3 separate regions of the Mus musculus genome follow, and all the other regions are linked to region 2. A link is a contact called in public Hi-C data. All regions are on one chromosome and are shown on one strand. Each heading gives the region's core, a stretch centred on a gene start, on an enhancer-like site or on the middle of the called end of the contact. The rest is flanking DNA. Distances are from core to core; before and after follow the strand shown.

Region 1 (4,762 bases), core at 740-3,239, 250 kb before region 2:
CTGAGGTACCTGTGGGCAGGCTAATCCAACTGGAAGTACCTACAATTACCTACCCAGAAGTTGGGAGAGATGCAAAACTGGGGGTGTGCTAGTAAGTTATGGATAGTAGAAGCCACCAGGAAGGATGGAGTTGGCCAAGAAACTATGGAATGAAAAAAGAAAATAGAAGACTGAGTTATGGAATGAAAAAAAAAAAAATAGAAGACTGAGTCGTGGGCAGAGGAGGGGGTGTCCCCAAGCTTGACAACAGGAGGGACTGCTTGAGTCTTTTTCTAGCAAGTCTGACAGAAGTAGTTCCGTGATGTTAAAGAGATACAGTTTTGGAAATATTTATTTTCCAGAGGCATCAACTGCTTTTGACGTCTGAATGACGGTCCATCAATTTAAAGAACTAAGAGAACTCGTCTTTCCTGCCACACATTTGAATAAACATACTAACCAATGCACAACCGATCACAGGGTGAAATACTGTAAATACTAATAGAAAATTGGAGTGTGGAGAGAGACTAGAAAGAATACAGATTAATGAGAATGAGAAAAATGAAACCTCCATTTACCCTTTTCCTGGATGCCTGTAGCTCTCTCACCCGATCCCTCACCATTTAAATGACTTTTTAAATTTACTTACTTATATTTGATTATTTGTGTGCTTGTTTAGTTAGTAAGTTAGTTATGTGAGTGTTTTGTTGAACGCCTGTCTGTGTGCCATGGATACAGTTCCTGGTACCTAGAAGGGCCAGAAGACAGCGTAGGATTCCCTGGAACTGGAGTTACAGACAGTTGTGGGCTGCCATGTGGCTGCTGGGAATCAAACCTAGGGCCTGTGGGAGAGTAGTTAGTACTCTTAACGGTTGAATCAGCTCTCAAGCCCTAAGTTATGACTGTTGATCCCAAAGACATCTATCTAATCCTGAACGCACGGTTGAGCATCCATGTGTATGTGGTCAAGCCTACTCTGCTTGGGCCAAGAGTTAAGACCCTCAAACTTCGGGATTGAGATGTGCAGGCAGGAGCTGGTCCAGGACAGGAAACACGCGCACACACACACACACACACACACACACACAATTAATCAATCCTAAAAGAAAATTTACTTTCATAAAACCTTCCTCCACACCCCGCCCCCACCCCACTTACCCAAATATAGGTACAAATACCTCCGTAAAATTAATCCTCACAATGTGTCTACCATTCACTGCACTTCTCTGGAGGAAAAATACAGCCCCTAGCAACTTGTTACCAACCAAAAGATACCATTACGTATCAAGCCCATGAAGTGACTAAGAATTTACATTCAGGTGAACTGGTCACACAGGGAAACACTGTTCCCTTATTCAGCTAGCGCGAAACAAAAGGCATGTGCATCCACCCCAACTCAGTTCTGCCAACAGGTAGGTTTTGCTAACTACTTTCATTCGTTCCATTCCATCCCTCAATGATGTATAAAAATAATCCACAGCCTGGACCAAAGTGTCTCTCCCCTTTAACGACAGTGTTAACAATAATATCCTAGACTGTTCCAGAGTCTCTGAAAGGCTCCGCGCGCCCTCCTTTCCCATCCCGATCTACACCAGTCTCCAGGGGTTTCTTTCTGGTAACTTCGTTCTTCTTTGGATCCGTCTGCACATGCTTTCCTTCTGCTTTAGGGGGCTAACAAATCCCAGTCTCTCAACTTTCTCTTCCTTCTCTCCAAAGCATCCGCCGATCAGCCCCGCCTCGCCCCGCCCCATCACGTCCATCCCCCCCCCCCCCCCCCCCCGGCCGCAGACCTCCTCTCTCATCCGAGGCCCGCCCCTCACCCTCCAAGCTGGCACCTCCTGCTCCTGCCTGGATCATCGGCCGATCCCCGAGTCCGACCGACAGCTACGGTCCGAGACCTAGAGTACCCGGACGCTGCAGACTGCGGTTGCGGGGAGTTTGAACTCACTCACTGTAGGGACCACGGCTGCGGGCGGCGGCTCGGCGGCTTCGGCTCCTGGGCAACGGAGCAGAAGCCCAGCTTGCACCGCGGGAGGACCGGCCTCCGCCTCCCCCAGTTCCCATTGGTTACTGGACTCCATACGTTCATTTCTATTGGTTATTGTGGCATCGGAAGGCGGGATGGCGAGGAGAGAGGCATCAACCATTGGTGGGCCGGTGAGGCGGGGAACCGCGACCCGCGAGGACAGTTGCACGGAGCCCAGCACCCAGGACAGACCGAAAGAATGCCAACCCTTCTCATAGAGGGACGCCGGCTCCAGAAAGGGTCTGTGGACAAAACCCTTGGAAACCGGCCCTATTTTTTTCTGAATATTTTGGATTTCGTTATAAAGAAATCAATGTACTTTTCTGGTTCCGCTGAAATTGATGTGTAGGAGGGTGTGGACTTGATATTTTCATGATACTGCTGCCTGGGTTCTGGACTTTCTTGAGATAACACATCTTGAATATGGCTTGCGCATGATTTTTAAGTTCTGAAGGAAATCTGGGGCTAAAGGATAATGAGAACACGTTTGTTCTCGTTATGTTTTCAAAGAATTGTTTTTAAAGGAAATATTCTGAAGTGCATGACAGTGGGCTAAGGGCAGCTAGATGGCTAATTTTTCTTTTAAACTTGACAGTGCACACTAAGCAGTATTAATTGCAGTAGGTAAAGAAGCTATAAAGAAAATCTTTTCCACGGGGGCTCTGACGCTCTCTGAGCTTCTCATCCAGACCGTTTAATAAGACTGTTCAGTTCCCGATTGAAGCCTGCTGTCATTTATACTCCAGAAAATAGATTCAGGGGGTAGTAAGCGGTGAGATCAGGATAGAACCACATGGCTATTAACTTCCAAATCTAGCATCTTTAGAGCATTTCTCTAACAGGGTAATAGCATTACTGGCAAGTCAAAAAAGTATCTAAAATTTTAGAAATCTCCCAAACAAAATACCTAATTGTGTATAACATTTTCAGTGTCCTTATTACACCACACAGTGTTACTCTATCAGAGATAACAATTACTTTATTTGACCTTGAAAAAAAATAACCAAAATAATTTATAGTTCCTCAAAGCCAGTTTTACCAAATTGATGTTTTAAAGATTTGTCCCAAGTGTGATGATAACTTCACCTTTCTACATGGCATGACTTTGATCTGCCATTTTTATTAGGACTTCAGTTTTCTGATTATACCATTTCACTTCACTGTGTACTACACAGGTTACAGCTTTCCAGGAAAAAAGAACTGAAGCTACCAAACCACATTTTAATATTTTTACTAATTGAAACTATTTAACTGCATTAAATATTTAACTGCCGTTTGTAAAGATTGTGTTTGGGGATGAATCCTAATCACAGTTGGGCACTCTGGGTTTGTATTCTAGTCTCACAGGAATTCCTGTTACTACAGTGCTTCAGACTCCCATTGGCCAATGAATGCCCCTCCCCCCCTTTTTTTTCCTGCAGGACTTTGCCATGTTTGATGCTCTATGGCAATGACACACACACACAAAAAAACCATTTCTACATATGTTTAAGAAACTGCAGTTTTTCCTATGAGGGAACTACTATTGCAGAATCAGAAGGACTTGTTAGAACCTTCAAACCATTTACTAGCCAGAGGTAGACATAGTTTTCCTGACATCAGACAATAAAGATATATATATATATATATATACACATATACATATATATATGTGTGTGTATGTATATATATATACGTGCATATAATCTTATAATTACAATAGCAGATCATCCTCAACAAAAGTTCAGTTTTTCATAAGATACCATTCTTTTAAAAAGTTGTGTGTGACAGATATGATCCAAAATGTGTGAGCCTCAGACAGGAATATATCAACTCCTAGCCTTGGCTATACACATAGCAAGATCTTGTCTTAAACAAACAAAAAACAACAGAAAGAAAAAAAAAAACAACCCCCCGCCCCCCGGGCATTGTGCAATGAAACACCTTGTTGATGTTGTTCTTCTACCAGTCAGGGGCAGAGCAGAGGGCAGTCCTTTCTTCATCCCTAGCCTGATGCCTGGCTTAGTAGCCAAAGCTGTTTTATGCCTAGGACACACAAAAATCAAACCAAATCCAGGCAGCACAGCACAGGAGGAGGAAAGCAGACCTGCATTCTGCCATGCCATAAGGTAGGGGCAGGAGAAAGATACCCAGAGACCTGCCCTCCACCCCACAGCATATGTAGGCCATAGACCCACAAAGCCCTGCCTACCACCAAGCTGCACATCGAAAGAGGGGGAAGACAGAAAGAGCCCTGCAATCGCTACGCCATCCACAGACCCCTTCCTGAGAACAGCACAGGCAGACCATAGACACTCACTTGCTGCCCCCGCCATGCAGGGAGATGGAGGCTGTAACCAGGGGCCTGGTGGCCGCACGGCCATCCTACAGTGGGAACAACCACGATGTACAAATATGTTGTGGCCAGAAGCGAGGGAAAGAGAAGTGGAACAGCTTGAGCATTGTGAAGAGAGGTGGGACTGGAGACTCAAGGGTGGAGAGGAGTAGCCTGTTTTGAATGGCCAGTGGCACCTCCTGAGGCCATGGTGAGGTCCCAGCCTGAGCTGCCACTGAAGATCATGCCTGGATCGATGGCTACACAGTTTCAGGGGTCAGTGTTGATGGCTATGGTTCATATCACCACTAGAGAACACGGGGAAGTCCCTGGTGGAGGCAGCCTATGGGGATGACATGGATATCCAAGGGCTGTCTAGAACCAGCCCCACCCCTCACCATTGACTCCAGTGTTTTGGCCAGAGCTGGCTCCACCCCTCACCA
Region 2 (4,424 bases), core at 1,590-4,089:
AAAACCGAAAGCAGAGCAAGAGGGATTCAAAGCTATGTGTGAGAAGTGTGAGAATCTTCGGGTCTTCAACACACTAGATCCACAAGGTCAGTTTGTAATGACATGGCAACCAATGTTAGTTAGCCCTTGCCTCTGGCTCTCACAAGTGAGCCTTGGAAAAGCTTGGTGGTGGGCGGTGCAGTCAGTGTTCTGGTGTAGGATGGGGGCTGGGCTGTGCATTTTCTATTGGCCGTCTAACACAGTAGAAGACAGGCATGGCTTGATCAACACAACGTCTGTGGGTTCCTCAACTCATTTTTGATGTCATGGACTCTGAGTCCAAATGTTGTACAACTGCTGTGGCATAGAGATGCATGGAGAGGCGTGCGTGTCCATGAGATTGAAAGGAACTAGCCTCACTCTGGACACTGGATCTCCCTTCAGTTTATGTGGAAGAAAAAGTCTACAGAAACCTTATGAGCAGTTTCACATCTGCTGCCTGGGGTATGAGTTGGTCAAGTTTTCGAGCTACGGAGTACAAGAAGTCCCTTGAGCATCATTCTTGCATAATGATCTCCACGTGTAAATAATGCAATGGAGACACCCAGTCACAAAACCAAACATCTTCATTGCGAGGCTGGTGTGTCCGTTTTCTATTTCCACATAACAGACAGTGACACAATGCCAAGCACTATTGTCTCGCTGCATCTTGGGTCAGTCTCAGAAGACTGGCCATTAGCAGTCTCATCTGGAGGCTTGGCTGGATGTGCTGTTGTGGGCAGAACTAATTTCTTCATGGCTGGAGAGCTCCTGATACAGGGCTTCCTCAAAGCCAGTTTGCTTTATGGAAGGCCAGAATCTCCTCTTAAAAGAAAATTTAGGTCAGACACAGCCAGGATAAACTTTTTATTATTATTATTATTATTTGTTTAAAAGTCAACTTATTTAGGATCTTAATTACATCTACAAAACCCTTCACATCTTTCGTGTAGAACAATATGATCGCCTTTGCCATAATTCTCAGTGAGAAGAAAATGAGTTTCGCCCTGAATACACCTACATTCCACACCCTGTCGATTCTCAGAGGTAAAAAAAAGGTGAGGTGAAGTTAAGAAGCTGAAGCAAATACCAAAAGGGCCAAAATCTTACATCTCTATGACCAGGACCGTTTAATGTGGAGTTCAGGACTGGACCCAGACAGGGCGGGAGTGAGTTAGGGAGCACCTGAGAGGCAGAGCTCACCTGTGTTAAATGTTTCCCAGTGCAGCCGCTCGTTTCTGTTTTAAATAATTTTCTTTATGGTTTGCCATAAAGTGAATATTTTCCAAATAATCATCAAGAAATAAAGACCCCCAAAACTGTGTCTTTATTTATTATTATTATTTTAATATATCTTATAACAAGGCAGTCTGGATGCATTTGCTCTAGTTAGTATGATGTACTCATTAGAAAAAAAAAAGGAGTAATCACTAGAAAACTAAATCAAGCAAATCGTCAATACTTGCCACATAGTAACAAGGCCGTTTATTAACTAATTCACTTATAAGGTGGAAGCAAACTCTGGCTAATATTTTAAAACCATAACAAACTCAATTAATGTCAGCAGCTACTATTGATGCCTGATTTTATGGAGACATTATCATGAAAGGAATTTATATTAATTGAGTACCTTTAGTGTTGAGAAAAGAATCCGAAGTTCACTACTGGCATATGTAATATGATACAAATTTTAAGATTTACCAACTAAAATTACTGTTTTTCTTGTTTATTCTATAAAGCATCCTGTCAAACTAGTAATTTCACTTGGCTCCCTGTCTACCAAGACTTTCTAGGAACATGACAATTCCTTATCTTAATGATTTTTTACATGTAATCCTCTTCCATTTTATATATATATATATTTTTTTTTTCAGAAACGCAGGCACAAGGGTGGAGGAAGATGATCAGTCATAGCTGGGGAGATATAGCAATTAAAGTATTGTGCGGCTGCCCTGGCAGCTGTAATTTTAAAGATGAAAGCTTCATTTTTTTCCCCCTATCTACAATGCCAATTTCATCCAAGCTGTTGTGTTGAGTGCTACATGCACTTAAAAATTACATGTTTAAACTAATCAGGAGCAGAGGGAACGTAAACCCCTCATCCCAATAACGTGGGTGGACTATAAATCTGCTGTGCCTTTTTAACCATCGAAAACTAGGTCTGTTCAAAACGTATTGTTTCTAGAAGTCTGTCAGACAAATACAAAGATATAGATGCAAAATATTCACTGCAGGGGCTTAAGGAGGCAAAGTCTAATAATTTAGAGTAAATAGCAGCCGAAATATCCTCACCTTGGCATTTCTGTCCAAGCTAGCGCAAGAAGAAAGCCCACATTAATTGGTACGCTCAGAGAAACAGGCACTTAGAGCAATTAAGTCAGATGCAGGAAAACAGCCCTGCATTGAAAAGCTGACAGCGGGACCCGGGCACAATATCCGTAATGAGTGGCTGAGGATGGTAATGGATGGAGGCTTGGAGACTAATGGACAATTAATGTAAAACAGATGACTTCCCTCGGAGATGACGGTCTTTTGAAAGGCGCTTCACCTGCTGCTCAAACAAACGCAGCTAAAATGAAATGGGAAGAGGAATGAGGACTCACTGAAGTGAGCCGCAGCCAGCGTTTGTGTCCCTGCTTTCTCCTTGAATATTCGCAGAATCTAGGTCAAAGATTTAACGGGCTCTTGGCAACGGGGGCTGGGGGGGGGGGTGCTTCCTGTCATTTTGGCTTCCTGCCGTAAGGATGGCCTGAGTTGAAGGGTTGCTGTGGCAAGCCTTCCCAGGAGACGCTCTAGGGCTTCTCCTTGTGTCCAGGGGGAAGAAGACAGTGCCTGTCCCGATGCTGCACGGCAGTTTGGAATGACAGGCGCCAAGTGTCCCGGTTGTATGCACTGCCATAGAGATCCTGCAGAGCAGAGCAGTGGTTTTCAACCTTCCTTAATGCCTTCAACACAGTTGTGGTGACCCTCCAAGCATAAAACTATTTCATTGCTTCTTTATAACTGTAGTTTTGCAACTGTTATAAATCCTAATGTAAATATCTGATATAGAGGATGTACATCTAACCCCTGTTGAAAAGTTCCCTCAGAGCGAAGGTATGAAAAGGGGTCTTTCAACTAGCAAGGGGGGTCATGACCCACAGGCTGAGAATCACTGCCGTAGAGGGTCTCTTGGAGATTTGAGAGCCAGGTTTCTTTTCCAGTGCTTATTAAGGTAGGACAGAGTCCTTCATACCTGAGCTTACATAAGTCGAGGATAGGCTTGTCCCAGAAACAGGTTAAGCACCAAAACCGTAGAGCGAAAGCAGATGTCTGGGAAGAGACGTCCCTTTCCCCTAGGGAAGTGCTGCTGGGGTCCCTGTGGTCCCTGAAGCCTGCCTAGCCCTGCCAGAGGCTTGGTGCCACCTGGACTGAGCCTGAGTCCCAGGAACAGTAACTAGCTGCCATCCAGAAAAGAAGAGGAGACGATGAGCCAAGCAGTCCTGGAGAGAACTGTAACCCCTAGAGACAAGGAAATCCTTGTCACTTTCCTGCCTCCCAACACTCTCGGTGCCCAACTCTAAGGACACAATGCTATGACGCTGTCTAAGTCACTGGGCGCTGCATACTGTGTGGGACCATTTTCACTCCAAAGGTCTTGGTAATTTTTTTCACCTATCCTCCTCCATGTTTTCTTCTATTTACTCAGAACAGTGTATCTGGGCTAGCAAGTGTAGGAACGCAGTCTGCATGCTACTGAACACCCTTGAGCAGTGGCCTGAATACTACCAGAAATCTTTGCACTTGTAGAAAAACAGGAAAATGATTCTCAACTCACAGCTGTTTCCAGCTAACAGAATTCCTGTGAGAAAAAGTCAAGTGACGAAAACAAAATGTCAGCTATGTCACACGTATTCATATAAACAACAGCGTTGGGGAGAGGGCTCAGGGCCAGAGACAAGGCTCAGGGCTGGAGACAAGGCTCAGAGCCAGAGACAGGACCTAGGGCTGGAGACAGGGCTCAGAGCCAGAGACAGAACCTAGGGCTGGAGACAGGGCTCAGGGCTGAGACAGGGCTCAGGGCTGGAGACAGGGCTCAGGGCTGGAGACAGGGCTCAGGGCTGGAGACAGGGCTCAGGGCTGGAGACAGGGCTCAGGGCTGGAGACAGGACTCAGGGCTGGAGACAGGGCTCAGAGCTGGAGACAGGGCTCAGAGCCGGAGACAGGGCTCAGGGCTGGAGACAGGGCTCAGAGCCGGAGACAGGGCTCAGAGCCGGAGACAGGGCTCAGGGCCGGAGACAGGGCTCAGGGCTGGAGACAGGGCTCAGGGCTGGAGACAGGGCTCAGGGCTGGAGACAGGGCTCAGGGCTGGAGACAGGGCTCAGGGCTGGAGACAGGGCTCAGGGCTGGAGACAGGGCTCAGGGCT
Region 3 (4,745 bases), core at 2,068-4,567, 130 kb before region 2:
GACGTTCCTCTTCTGGCATGCAGGTGTACATGTGTAGATAGAGTACACATATAAATAAAAAGATAAATAAATCTTTAGAAAAACCACACAAACAAGGAGAGTTAGTGTGAAAAAGACTCAAAAGTTCAGTGGGAGCACCTAAGAAAATGGGACTTTGTGTGTGTGTGTGTGTGTGTGTGTGTGTGTGTGTATGTGTGTGTGTGTGTGAATGTGTACAGGAGTTCACACACACAAATGTGGATGACCCCAGGTCATCCTTGGGTGTCTGCCTTTATCACCCCCACTTACTGTTTGAGAGAGGGTCTCTTACTGATTGTGAGCCTGGCTAGGGAGGATCAGGGATCCTCCTGTTTCCTCTTGACTCCCGTGCACTGGGATTGCAGGTAGTAGTCAGATTGCCTGGCTTTTTTGACACAAGTGCTGGACATGCACACTTGGGTCCTCATATGTGCCCAGTGAGCAAGTAATCTCTCCAACACAGTTAGGGTTTTGTTTTTTTTTAATATTTTATTTATAAAAAGTTATACTTCTCTCAGATTAAAACAGAATGACAGAATAGAAAGTCTATATTTGCCAAGAGGTTTTGCTGCTTAAAGTGAAAATTGGCCTGATTTACCAATCATTACATACACAGAAATGTTAAGTTTTTTATATTTTGAAATGCAGATTTTAGAAATGAGATCAAGAAATTATTCACCTGCCAAAAGTCAGTGTATGAAAACTCAGCAGAGTGTTGGGAAGAGGAGGTCACTCTCGTCAGTGGTACAGCTACGGGGTAAAGGCCCGTGCCTCAGTAAATAATCTCTGCCTGCTGCTACACACACACACACACACACACACACACACACACACACACACGAAAGGAGAACCTGTTGGGAGGAAGAAAGCATTCAGCAAGAAGTACAAGGGGATCCCGTGAGGGTAGTGGAGGGTGCAGCATGTGATCAGAATATCTTATATCCATGTATAAAACTGTCAAAAGATCAAATATTTAAAAACGAAAACCAACTGACTGTCTAAGCACACACAGAACACATAGGTTCATTATAGTTCTAAATAGGTTTGGGAAAGCAGCCTGACTCTCCTGCAGCCGTAGCCTGTCCCAGCGATGTGTCTGGCCTTTCTTTTCAGTTTATCGAATGCCCTATCAGCTTCTTGATCCCCAAACCCTCCTTCACCCTCCTTTCTAATAGATATACATGATAAAAATCCCACTTGTTTGTCTTTGAATTAACTACCCCATCTTTCAAATCCAATTCTTAAAATCATCTTTGGAATACCTAGGGAAACAAACAAACAAAACCATAAAATGGTCAGTTTGTAACTCTGAGCCAGAAGGCGACCTTCCTGGGCCTTGGCAGTCCTTTGGTGAGAACTGATTTCCTGGGGTTAGGGTTACTGTGGCTGCAGAGTGAGACACTTACATTCAGATTTAAATCACGCTGTGCATTCATTAGTTTTCTTGGATTGACCTAATATTGCCTATCCATTATGCAAAAGAGAACTTTCACTTCCCTAATTAGAAATTCACTGAAAATCTGCTTTTGGTGTTTTGTTCTGCTTTGGAATTTGATGTGTGTCCCTAAGGCTGCTAGAGGTGATGGGACTTAGTGAGAAGGGGTTAAATGGCCACTTGGGGGGTGGTGCTAGGAAGGGATAAAAGAAGTTGTTGTAGGTCCCCAGTTTGTTCTTGTCTTTACCTTATGAATTCTCCCATTTCTACCATAATACCATGATGTGTCAGAGAGAAGCAGACCTTGTTATAGGGTTCTGAACTGTAGGGACAGCCTGAAGTAGGACTTTAAGTATTCAAACCTCTAAGCAAATATGTGTATACACACATACACACATATATAGTATGTGTATATATATATATATATATATATATATATATATATATATACACACACACACATGTCTATTTGTATGTATTTACACTCTTTGCTCTCACAATGGGAAGCAGACTAATATATATGCAAAACAGTAAATTAACACTTAGGGAACATTTCTGCTTCTGATTATGGACATTTGCCTTGGGGGATGGGAGTCGTCTTCCTAGTTGTAGCTTAACAACCTGCCATAGTTTATAGTAGTGGTTTCTGGTCAGTGATCCCCACGTGCCTGGGTTTAGCGGATGCTTGGTGAGAGATGGGAGGGAGGGAGGAGAGGAGACGGGAGGCCTAAGCTAGCTAGCTAGCGACTGAGTAATCAGGGTTCCAGCAGCTTCCCTCTCTCTCCTCCCTTAACAGGGGCATCTGCTGGCATCTGCTGCGGTCTTAGGAGCTGGCTATCATTTGAAAGTTCAGAAGTGTTATCTCTTGTATATTAGGTTATCCTCCCACTCCCCAGTTCTAAAATAGAAATCAAACTTGGAAAAGCATGTAATTGAATGTTTCCTTTCTGGACTCATGACAACTTTGCAGTGGGACCAAAAGCTGAATTCCAGGCCTGTCTACCTCTAAAGGCAGTTTGTGAGGGTCTGTGTTGTCCTGCGATGTCATGTGCTGCCCCCTCCCCCAAATCTGACAGTTTTGGCTGTCCATCTGTTACCACTGACGACAGCTTATTCCTGAGGGAATCTGACTGACTGTTCAGGACTGGCTCAGTGCCTGGCCAGTCCTGAGATTAAGGAGAGGTTTCCTGGAACTGACCCTGGTCAGGCACAGGGTGAGGTGTGCATCAGGGTGTGTCTACATTGTTGTAGACCTTGGTGGCCCCGGACCAGCACTACTTTGGATCTCCCAGAACAACAGCACAGTGTTGACCATGACTGAAGCAGCCAATTCTGACTGCCTAAGGATGTTTCCCACTGGGTGGTGGCCCAGTGCTTGCTTGAAAGTGGCAGGTTTTTTTGCCCTGTTGGATGTAGGGAGCTGGAGTGAAGGGCTGAGAATAAAAGAACCAGTGAAGTAGCTTGCTTGACAGGTCAGATCAGTGGTGTTTGGTAAATGCCATATGTAAGGCAGCAGCTACTGCTGCATTCCAGCCTGAAACCAAAACAAAGCAAAGCAACTGTAGCCAGCACAGACAGCAAAGCCAGCCGGTTGTGTTGCTTTGAGCGAGAATTGACTCCTCCATAAGTTTGGAACCCTGATTGACAGGAGCCTGAGTTACATGGTGGTGGTGGTGAGGGGGTTGTGTTCACATGGGTACATATGTGCATGCCTGTGTGTGTAAAAGCTATTGAGGAATGGCCTCCAGACGATTCGCTAATGGGGCATTTCCTAAATTGCTGATTGCAGTAGGGGGATCCGGCCTGCTCAGGAGTGTGGGCCTGAGCTGTATGAAAGGAGCTGAGCCTCTCCAAGGAGGAAGCGAGCTAGTCAGCAGCATTCCTCAGACTTTCTGCTTCAGTTCCTGCCTCGAGTGATAGGTTGCATCCCAGAGTTGTAAGATCAGAGATGAAACAAACCCCTTCCCTCCCTGGGTATTTTTTTGGGGGTGGGGGTTGGTAGTGGTGGTGGTTAAAGTTTCGGCACAGCAATAGAAAACAGACTAATGTAGTTGAGTGACATCAGCCGTTCGTTTATAAATGTAGGGTTTGTGACAGATGAGATTGATGCTGTGAGAGTTACCCCACAGAGGGCTTGGATGATGCACAGTGCTGGTCACTGTCATTCTCGTTGTGTTGCCCTCAGAAGCGATGGAGTCGTGTAATAGGTGCGATAGAAAACCATGACCCTGAACCATGTGAGCTCCTTAAGCATCCCCCAAGTGGTGGGCAGGAGTAACGCTAGCCTGAGGGTGTGTTTTGAGATAATTTTAGGAGAGTTTTGTAGTAATTTAAGTGTAAAGGGTTTTCTGTTTGAACTTAAATTACATATGATTTGGACACGTCCCCTAAACAGACCAATTACGGTGTCCTGCCGTGATTTTTTTTTTCACACTGTTAGGTGATTCACACGTTGTACCGTCATTTAGACCATATCTACTCACTGTCCCAACATGCTTATTGCTATGGCAATGGTTAATATGCCAATGAAATATCTTGAAATGTCCAGCTTTAGAGTCCTGGTTTGACTTACAGTTTCTGAGACTTTGTCCTGTTTCTTCCTAAATGACGTCAAGGCTTAGGGGCCAGCGACTTCCTAGAGCGCTGCTAGAGTCTTGTCTGTGACGAGCAGGATGGATGATTGCTGGTGAGACCTGCAGGCATAGAGGAAGGAGGATCTGGGCTGGGTCCCAGCTCTTATTCCCAGGTCTCAGACTGCATTTTCTTGTGTCTTTGAGAGATGTGTAAACAGATGAGAGCATTTCAAGTCTATCAGTAACAGGGAAGAGAAACGCGAGACACAGGTAGACTCGATGGCCAAGTGGCAACAGCTCTTGTCTCACACCAACGGAGGCGTTTTTCACAATTATGACTCTGAAGTTGAGATGCCTTTGTAATTTAGGGTGGATACTTTCAGCCCGGTTAGATGGGCAGGTAGGTGACGGTAAGAGAAGTAGAGAGTGGGGGGCTTTGTGGAGAATACCACAGAAACAGGAGGAACGGATGCCTGGAATAGTGTTCTGATTTGCAGAGCCTGTAATGTTTAAAGGATAGATGAAGAATTAATTTTCACCTGAACACAGCCATGTAGTAGGCTTCCCCCTGCCCCCAATCCTTCCAAGTGTCCTCTAAACTGATTATTTTAATGCCAATTTTATTGATGAGAATATCAAGGCACTGGGTGGTCACATATACTGGTATCATTCAGCTCATTGGTTCTAAGCCTCACCTTTAATTTTGTGTCCTGTGCTTT

The links. Hi-C and Micro-C count contacts between places; a contact is called where the count stands out from the background.
Region 1: a Hi-C map of cortical neurons shows a contact between it and region 2, with 1.6 times the contacts expected there. The contact joins the promoter of Lca5 here to the enhancer-like site in region 2. A contact is called at or near these places in 7 of 39 promoter capture datasets (the C10 cell line, cranial neural crest, embryonic stem cells and 3 more), 4 of 484 Hi-C or Micro-C datasets (cortical neurons, nephron progenitors, palatal mesenchyme and 1 more), 8 of 115 datasets of contacts at active chromatin or transcription factors (craniofacial prominence, embryonic basal ganglia, embryonic forebrain and 5 more) and 1 of 9 other capture datasets (liver).
Region 3: a contact with region 2 is called in a Hi-C map of the N1E-115 cell line, with 3 times the contacts expected there. The contact joins two enhancer-like sites. A contact is called at or near these places in 1 of 39 promoter capture datasets (cranial neural crest), 2 of 484 Hi-C or Micro-C datasets (the N1E-115 cell line and nephron progenitors), 1 of 115 datasets of contacts at active chromatin or transcription factors (large pre-B cells) and 1 of 9 other capture datasets (adipose tissue).

The regions. Positions count from the first base shown.
Region 1 is chr9:83,439,110-83,443,871 of GRCm38.p6, forward strand. Lca5 (Leber congenital amaurosis 5 (human)) reads right to left here and starts at 1,990. Exons shown (of 8, transcript NM_027448.2): 1 at 1,800-1,990. All of the region lies in intron 1 of Gm2087 (predicted gene 2087), which reads left to right.
Region 2 is chr9:83,684,147-83,688,570 of GRCm38.p6, forward strand. No RefSeq gene overlaps it. Among named protein-coding and RNA genes, the nearest start is that of Gm36120, 4.7 kb to the left of the region's middle. Within about 2 kb of position 2,840, at least 64 of the 459 cell types and tissues checked have an H3K27ac peak or open chromatin away from gene starts, as enhancers often do. A contact at or near this core is called in the N1E-115 cell line, cortical neurons, embryonic basal ganglia and 3 more, where this site is marked.
Region 3 is chr9:83,554,299-83,559,043 of GRCm38.p6, forward strand. All of the region lies in intron 1 of Sh3bgrl2 (SH3 domain binding glutamic acid-rich protein like 2), which reads left to right. Among named protein-coding and RNA genes, the nearest start is that of Sh3bgrl2, 8.3 kb to the left of the region's middle. Within about 2 kb of position 3,318, at least 72 of the 459 cell types and tissues checked have an H3K27ac peak or open chromatin away from gene starts, as enhancers often do. A contact at or near this core is called in the N1E-115 cell line, where this site is marked.